2 separate regions of the Gossypium hirsutum genome follow, and region 1 is linked to region 2. The links are chromatin contacts, called in public Hi-C maps. All regions are on one chromosome and are shown on one strand. Each heading gives the region's core, a stretch centred on a gene start, on an enhancer-like site or on the middle of the called end of the contact. The rest is flanking DNA. Distances are from core to core; before and after follow the strand shown.

The links. Hi-C and Micro-C count contacts between places; a contact is called where the count stands out from the background.
Region 1: a contact with region 2 is called in a Hi-C map of leaf, with 5 times the contacts expected there. The contact joins the enhancer-like site here to the promoter of LOC107908373 in region 2. A contact is called at or near these places in 11 of 34 Hi-C or Micro-C datasets (anther, callus, cotyledon and 4 more).

The regions. Positions count from the first base shown.
Region 1 is chrD02:8,263,431-8,267,715 of Gossypium_hirsutum_v2.1, reverse strand. No RefSeq gene overlaps it. Among protein-coding and RNA genes, the nearest start is that of LOC107910567, 12 kb to the left of the region's middle. Within about 2 kb of position 2,060, at least 2 of the 9 cell types and tissues checked have an H3K27ac peak or open chromatin away from gene starts, as enhancers often do. A contact at or near this core is called in leaf, where this site is marked.
Region 2 is chrD02:8,230,981-8,234,962 of Gossypium_hirsutum_v2.1, reverse strand. LOC107908373 reads right to left here and starts at 2,469. Exons shown (of 3, transcript XM_016835552.2): 1 at 2,309-2,469; 2 at 2,076-2,210; 3 at 1,100-1,700. The coding sequence starts at 2,413. The coding sequence ends at 1,275.

The sequences.
Region 1 (4,285 bases), core at 811-3,310, 33 kb before region 2:
CTAGGTGTTTGTTTGATTTGGGTCATTGACCTTTGACAAGGCTTAAAAGGCTTTCTTTTTTGCTTCAAACCCCAATTTGAGTTTTGGGCCTCATAATTTAGCTTAGCCTGTTTTTTGAAATCATGTATGTGTTTGGGCCTTTTGGTTTGTTAAAGTAAATATAATAATCCCATATTATAAAAGAGACATTTTAAGCATGTATGTGTCTTAAAAATTGGATTTGGTAATAATTGCTCGAAATCGTACCAGGGTAGTATGTTTGTGTAACTATTGTAATTGATGAGTCTCAATGAATTGGGTGTAATTGGAATACCTTAATTACACTTTTTAATTTTTAGGAGAGGCAAATTTAATTTTTTTTAATATTTCTATACAAGTTATAAAAATATATATTATAAACATAAACATGTAGGAATGCTTGGAACGGTTATGATAAAAAATCTTATATTGTAAATCCTAAAAACTTATATTGTAAAAACTAATTTATCTAATTTATAATGTTATAACAAAAAAATTATTTTATTTAAATCCTAAAAATTCTAAAGCTATGGTAAAAAAAGTTTATTATAAAAAATAAGTTGCATGTTATAAAAATGTTATAATATATTTATTTATAAATAAATATTGCCAAGGAGTATGGACATAACTTATTTATATGTCCGTACCATATATTATAAAAATTATATACTTATTCATAAAGAAAAATATTATTGTTCTTTTTATCATATATTATTTATAAAAAGTGTTATGAAAGCTACTGGAAATTTATAAAACTTTTTTATAAAGTTATATATTATAAATTTTATATTATTTCTTACTTAATTTATGTATTGCGAAAAATGATATAACATAACATAATTCTTTCTCCAAGTTAAATTTATATAAGTTTTTATAATTAAAGCTACAAACCATTTGGACTATATTATAAGGTCGATCCTAATGTGGTTGAAAAGATATTTATTGTTCTAAAAAATATTTCCTATATTAACATTACCTTAGTATAGCATAAAAAAAAAAGATTGGCTTGTACTAAAATGTTGCATATTTCATAACTATAATTTAGGTGGAATTTGAGATAACCTATACTTCGAAGAGAATATGGAAGAAGGATATCTTAATAATCTTACTGATGCATATTCAAATTCATATGATATGAACTCGGTCCAAGACCAACAGAAGATGGTAATGAGCATATGTTAAATATTAAAGAGAGAATAATCTAACAAATATGCATTAGAATAATCAGATAAAATTGCATATGATGTTTACTTTTCTTGTTATTTTTATTAGTAATCGTATTATCAACTACTTTTATAGACTAACACGATACATATGATGACTTGGTTTTAATTCTTGTTACTTATTTACAAATTATTTTTATCATATTAATAATTTTTTTATAGTAATTAATATTTTTTTAAATGTAAATTATGTAACTCTGTAATTACAATTTGTACTACCAAACATGACATATGAGATTACGATGTAATTACACTCTATCAGCCAAACGTCTAAGGAATTACAATTCTTTGTAATTACTTTTTCATTCAATTACTCTATACTGCCAAAATAAATTGTTAATGTTTTTTTAAAAACTTTTTTGAAATTTATTCAACCATTTATCTAAGTTTGTTCCGAACATAAAGTTTTAAATAATGTTTTTAATTTTATTTATTTCTTTTTTTGGCATGGCATGTCATCAAATATCGCTAATATGGACCGCCACATTAGCGCCGTTAATAGCCACGTCAATGATGTAACAGTCAAAGACAATAAATATTGGTCAAAAAACTTAATCGGTGCAATTTAAAAGTTTGAGAGTTAGGTTTTTCGTGAAACAACTTAAATAATTTTGTACGAGCATTAAGGTTCCCAAACGTGAAAAGAAATAAGGTTGTGTCATAAACTATTTTAACTTTTAGGGATAAAGAAGAAGAAGAAGATAAAAAGTGAGGTTATATTTTTGAAAGAAGAAATTAGAACGTTCAAGGCATCCAAAAGGGGCCCTAAATCAAGTCAATGTGGCCTTGCCAAAGTGCCAAATTTTCACGAGAAGCCCAATGATATAGGTGGAGGGGCAGAGACCCAAAGTGCCAAAGTGTCTTTGTTGTTTTTATGCCCATTTCTACATGGGTCTCGCCATTTGCAAATTTCAAGCTCATTTTTTTTATCTGTATAGACTATTCTGACTTGTTTGTCACGGGACAGGACATCAACTTTTCAAAATAACCAATATTTTTATTTTATATAAAATTTTAATTAAAATAACTTGAAAAACATTTTTATAATTTTTTACATTATATATAAATTATTACAAATTTAGTATTGTTTTGTGTAATTACATAAATTACTACAACATTCTTAATGTTGTATGCCATAAAGTTATATTAACAAGAAGCTAAAAAACAGTGAAAGTGAGAAAAGCAACATAGAACTCAATGATGAATTACAAAGACTCAACTATATATAGAAAGCTGATCAAGAGGGTTAACTGAATAACTAATTACCTAATAACATTAACTAGCTAACAGTCTCTAACTAATTCAGTTATATTAGTTAACAACGCACACACATTTAACATGTGTTAAATTCCTCAACCTCATTATCTACTGTTTTCAAGTTTGTGGAAACAAAACATGGTAGGTCAACATTTTGTAAAGTGCATACTCAAGCTGGTAAAAGACACCTCTAAAAGAGGTTTGGTGAACATGATTGATTTGTAGATCACCTTGAGCAACCTTTTCACGCACAAAAATGCACTGAATTGTCCCTCTATCGTCACACCAGATGCTCCCCAAGTTCAGTGAGAAGAACAACAAACCAGGTTAAGTCAACAGTCTGTGTTTGCAATACTTCGATACTCGGCCTCTGAAGTTAAAATAAAAATGGGTCGGGGTATCAGATGAACTTATCGAAAACTAGATTAATTTTAAAAAATTGGTTATAGAGAAGGAGGCAAAGTTGCGAAATTATGAGAAGTGGAAGAAGCTACACATGATCTAACATCTATATGCTTAATTAAGTTGCTTTCAAACCTCGTATTAACCACACACAAAAATTCCTTTGAATGTGAAATAATTGCAGGCAATGGGTGCAGAAGAAGCATGGGAATGGCTCTGCCAATTAGGCCATAATTTAATGTCATTAGTTGGAGGGAGTATACACACATAGATTTGCCTCTTAAATTCTCCAAACTTTCATAAATATATGTTTTTTCATGTTTGAGGAACTTTTTCATGCCAATATCTTAAACCACATCCTTTTGAGGACAAATCTTAAACCATTGGTGATTAATTAGAAAAAAAACATTTTTGGGAAACCGATCCTCAACTCAATAAAAGTTGATGAAGCAATTAATTTTGCAGTTTTCCTATTTAATTTGTAGTAAATTATCTAAATTGAGAAAAAATGGTTAATTATGTCTTAGCTTAATTAATAATATTATTATTGTAATAATCAAGAATTATATGAATTTAAGCATGTGTAAATGTCACGGGACTAGAATTTTAATATGGTAAATCACGTGACCTTAGACAATTTTTTGGATTCAAATTTGCCTAAATCAGTCTACTCTTGAAAAATGAGAATTCTTGCAGAAATTCTCCAAGGCACCGAAGCAAACTCACATAACAGAGCAACAAGAAATAGAAAAGCCAAAGGAAAACAGCGCAAACCAAGTGTTTGAGTAAATACTCTTAATATATTCTTTAACTCAATTATCAAATGGAGGGGAAAGACTCTATTTATAGCTGAGCTTCCCTAGATCCAACGGTACAGGTCAAATTACACAATAGTTGAGATTAATTCTCATCTACAATAAGAGAGTCCTAAAGGATTTAAATTCTGTATATATTTATTACTTAGTATTTATAATAATTAACCCTGATAAAATACAAGGTTTGCAATTTAGCTAGATCTAAGTAGGACTTGAGTCACTTCCAGTATACCAAATGACCCCCAATAAACAAAAAGGAAACATTAGAGTGTGTCTTGGTCGCGGACTTCTTTATGCGATCTATGACGTAAAATTTTCAATTTAAAGATTGGAAGAAGTTATATAAAAAAATATATAAAGAAGAACGAAACAAAATCTTGCGAGGAGACATTAACAAGACCGGTTCATTTCACTAAGTTTTCCAATTTTCCTTTTTTGGTTTTTTTAAAAGAGAATTTTCAATACAGTCTCTTGAAGCTAGGAATGTGCTTGAGTTCTCGAAAGATAATAGCTTTCACCTTATGAAAATCTAAAATTTATTTATAAAATAATGAATTTATAGGAAGAGGA
Region 2 (3,982 bases), core at 1,220-3,719:
TTTAATATTGTGCTTGACACATAATTAAATATGTTTATCATGTATGACCTGTCATAATTTTTTTTTAAATTTAAATACAATCATATTAACTCCATATCTAATGATTCACCATCTCAGAATATTCCCATTCCTTCTCACAAATTCCTAATTATCACCCCTATAAGGCAGTCCTATCCTATTACCTAAATAGTTTATTTACTTCAAGGATAGTAATAGTTGATAACATAAATATAAAACTTGTCCATTCCTGTGAACTAAGAGCCACTGTGAAGTTGACTGGTGTTGCTCCTACTACAATTTTCACGCAGTCATGCTTTCCTTTGGTTGCATTTCATTCGAATAATGCGAATGATAGGTTGACTTGTTTTAGCTAAGTCTAACAAACAAAAATATGAAACGGTGATAGCTTTGAACATTGGACCCACTACTGAATACTAAACAATACAGCCACACACAAGCTATATGAAGAGGTCAAAATATATGGTCTTGACAGTCTAGTTGCAGGAAAATAAATCTGGGCATGTCAAATATCTAAGTACACTATACTGTTAGTCAGACAAGGGTCGGACTATCGAATGAGTATGTACCAGCACAAGTATGTTTATTTTTCCTAAGTTATTCCATGTTTTTGAAGGATCATTAGAAAATCATTAGACAGAAGTACTTCATAAAAAATAAGAGCCAAAACAACATACTTTCAAATTCTTTGAGAGTTCTCAACCCAAAGAATAGACTTTAGTTGTTAAGCGTGAAGGGGCATGAAGTTATTACCATGCAATAAACAAGTTCAATTATTGACCAATTCATTAAATCATCATCAGTTAAGGACAAAAAAAGGAGGTAGACATGCATATCTATGCAACCAGACTGCCGTACTTGTTGCTAATTTAAGTCTTCAGTTACTATCAATTTAAGTTTTAGCATGTTACCATCTAAGCTAAAGTTTAAAAAAAAAAAGGGCTGAAATTGGCATCCCTGATTTTCATAATTGCTAGACATGGTGCGGGGATTTTCCGGGACATGGGTTGTTCGGTAAAATTGTGACTAGCAATAAGTTTAGAGATCTTAGAATCAATCAAGCATCTGAATATAAAAATCATTCAACTAATTAACACTTAATTAATATGTGCAATATCAGTCTTATTAATACGAAATTATGAAAATGATCAGAGCAAGACTATACACATTGAAACTGTAACATGTCATCAAAATGGAGTGACGAAGATGATCCGAAAATCCAAATCCAATTAACATGAAAACAGTAAAAGTTACCTTCAAGTTGGCGGCGGTCCCGTGAAAGAGCAAACGGGTCTTGAATAGCAGAACAAATACAAGGAAAATAAGGAAACCGCAACAACCCAAGTCAATAAGCAGAGAAATCGGACATGAGCATTTCTAGAAACAATTTCCTGTAGCTTATCTATCTCTTGAGGCATAGTGTAAAACTCCTTAATAGTGAACTCGATTAATGCATCTAGAACCTTCTTGGATTTGTTCTCCAAGTGAGCAGAATTCAATGCTTGGAACCGAGCTTGTTTTAGAAGATCCAGAAAAATCTCTACTTCCGCTAAACCAGTCATTGAAAAGTCAATTGGTTCATCCCTATTTGCAGCGCTTATCTTTGAATAAGGACCGATTTCAGATGATATGAAAGTTTCTGATGAACTTGAAAGTAATGGATTCGATGTGATGGCAATGCTCTGAAACAGACGCAAAGAATTTAACAACCGAACCTACCTATTATGCATTTTTCATTTATCTAACCAAATTTTCGAACATATTATCATAATATTTTGCAAGGAACTTGAAATATATATAATTTAGAAGGGAAGAAAAAACTACTATTCATCCTTGAGAACAGTTTTTCACGGAAAATAAAGATAGATTTGAAATTTATTTTACCGCGCTTATTGACGGTTGAATAAAGCATAAGTAAAACGCATAAACCATTATTTTAAATCAATAACAGAGATTACGCTTATTCGCGCATTCAGATTAAAATTTAATTTAATCTACCTCCTGCAATTCTTACTCAAATATATACACACATAAAAAGCTAAGTAAATAATTCGTACCTCAGTAGTTTCAAAGTTGAAATTAGCATCTGAAACGGCAGAAATTGAAGAGAAATCAATGGACTCTTCAGAAATATTAGGTAAATCATCTTCGATCGGGGAAATGAATGCTTCGATTAAACTCTTCTGAGCAATCTGCAAGGGAAACAAAGAAAAATAAATAAATTAGCTCGCAAATGCAGAGGAAACAATGACGAGAGGATATTGAGAAATTATTGGTCAGAATCACTGACCTTCTTTGAAGTTTTCTTCGCCGGAGAATCATTTGATCGGCGATTGGCGAGATCTAAAGATCGTCGGTGTTCTTTTCGCGGAGTTTGATTTTCTTTTTCTTTCATTTTGAAAATCTCGTTTTATTTCGAACTCATTTCTGGCGGGAGGCTTTCAATTTCAAATTTTAATAACTCCGCTGAATAGAGCCGGGCCTATTTATTGATGATAAATGGTAATTAAGAACTACAATTCCGCAATTTAGGCCCTTAAATATTTTGGGAGTAAAAAAATTACTTTCATGAAATGGGCCACGCTGAAAAAGCCCGACCACAATAAGCTAACAGTCCTCAAACACAACAAATCAACGTAATAGAATAATTTTAACATTTTTTCCTTTATTTACTTAAAATTATGGGTGAAATTAGTGTTATGCTTTGAAAGCTTGAATTTCCATTAAAAAAATTGTATTTGAAAGTTTGTGAAGTTAAAAATACATATTAAATATTATCTTTTACTGTCTATTGATCAATGGTATTCATCATATCTTCAAACTTGTGGGATCCATTTTCAAACATGAATGTGTGGTATAAGTGGAGGCTTATGTTCTAAAAATGATTGAGCCCATAGCCGGTATGTTAGGTATATGATTTGTGTATGGCATAGCTTTACTAGCAACAGTGAATTTCATAGTTCAATTAAAGAGTTAATGATATCCTCTCATTGGCATTGTGTGGATTGATAAATATGGAACATGGTCACAGGTTGTTGGTTCTCGAACGAGCAATTTATCACAGTCATTTGTTGTCAATGATCATATTAATCATTAAGAAGACACAATGATGACAATGAGATAAAATAGGATTGTATTGAGTGAACATGTTTAACTCAAAGGAATCAATGATATCATATGAGGGTAACACACATTACGAGGTCATTGGATAAAATAGTTGGATGAATCACTTTCGTAAAAAGTATACAATAAGGAGTTTTCAATCATGATTCTTCTTGTGGACTGACTTCATGACTAAATAATTGCGAATTATCAAAACAGTGCTTCTAGACATAATTGCAATTACTAGAGCCTAATTGTATATGTTTGATCGGTCCCTCCGCTAGCTCAACAAAAGTTCGATCGGACTGTATTTAAATCAGAAGAAAATTCCACGACTTTGGAAATAATTTAATTGAGTCGATTTATTCGATATGAAATTAAATTAGGTGATCGTGAGAATTGTTCAACTATAGAATTTGGTTAAAGAATTTTATTGAAAAATAATTTGGAAAATCTAAGTTATTTTTAGAAAAATTATTTTTAATCAAGTAAAATTAAATTAATCAAATTAATTAAAATTAATATGATATTTTTAGAAATTAATTTTCAAGTCAGACAATTAGCCCAAGGGTAATTAAACTTGAAAATTGGACCTAAGATCGTAAATTGAGCTCGGGAACCCAAAACCAAGACCCAAAACTGGTCGAACCAGGTCGACAGTCCAACTGGTGGCTTGATCGGGCCGATCGGGTTTTCATTGACCTAGACCGAACCGGTAGCAGTCGAACCGGCTTGAGGTTCCTTAATGGTGTCGCACTTGCATCGTTCAATTCTGTAGTGGAGGGACCAATCAAACATATACAATTAGGCTCTAGTAATTGCAATTATGTCTAGAAGTATTGTTCCGACAATTCGCAATTAC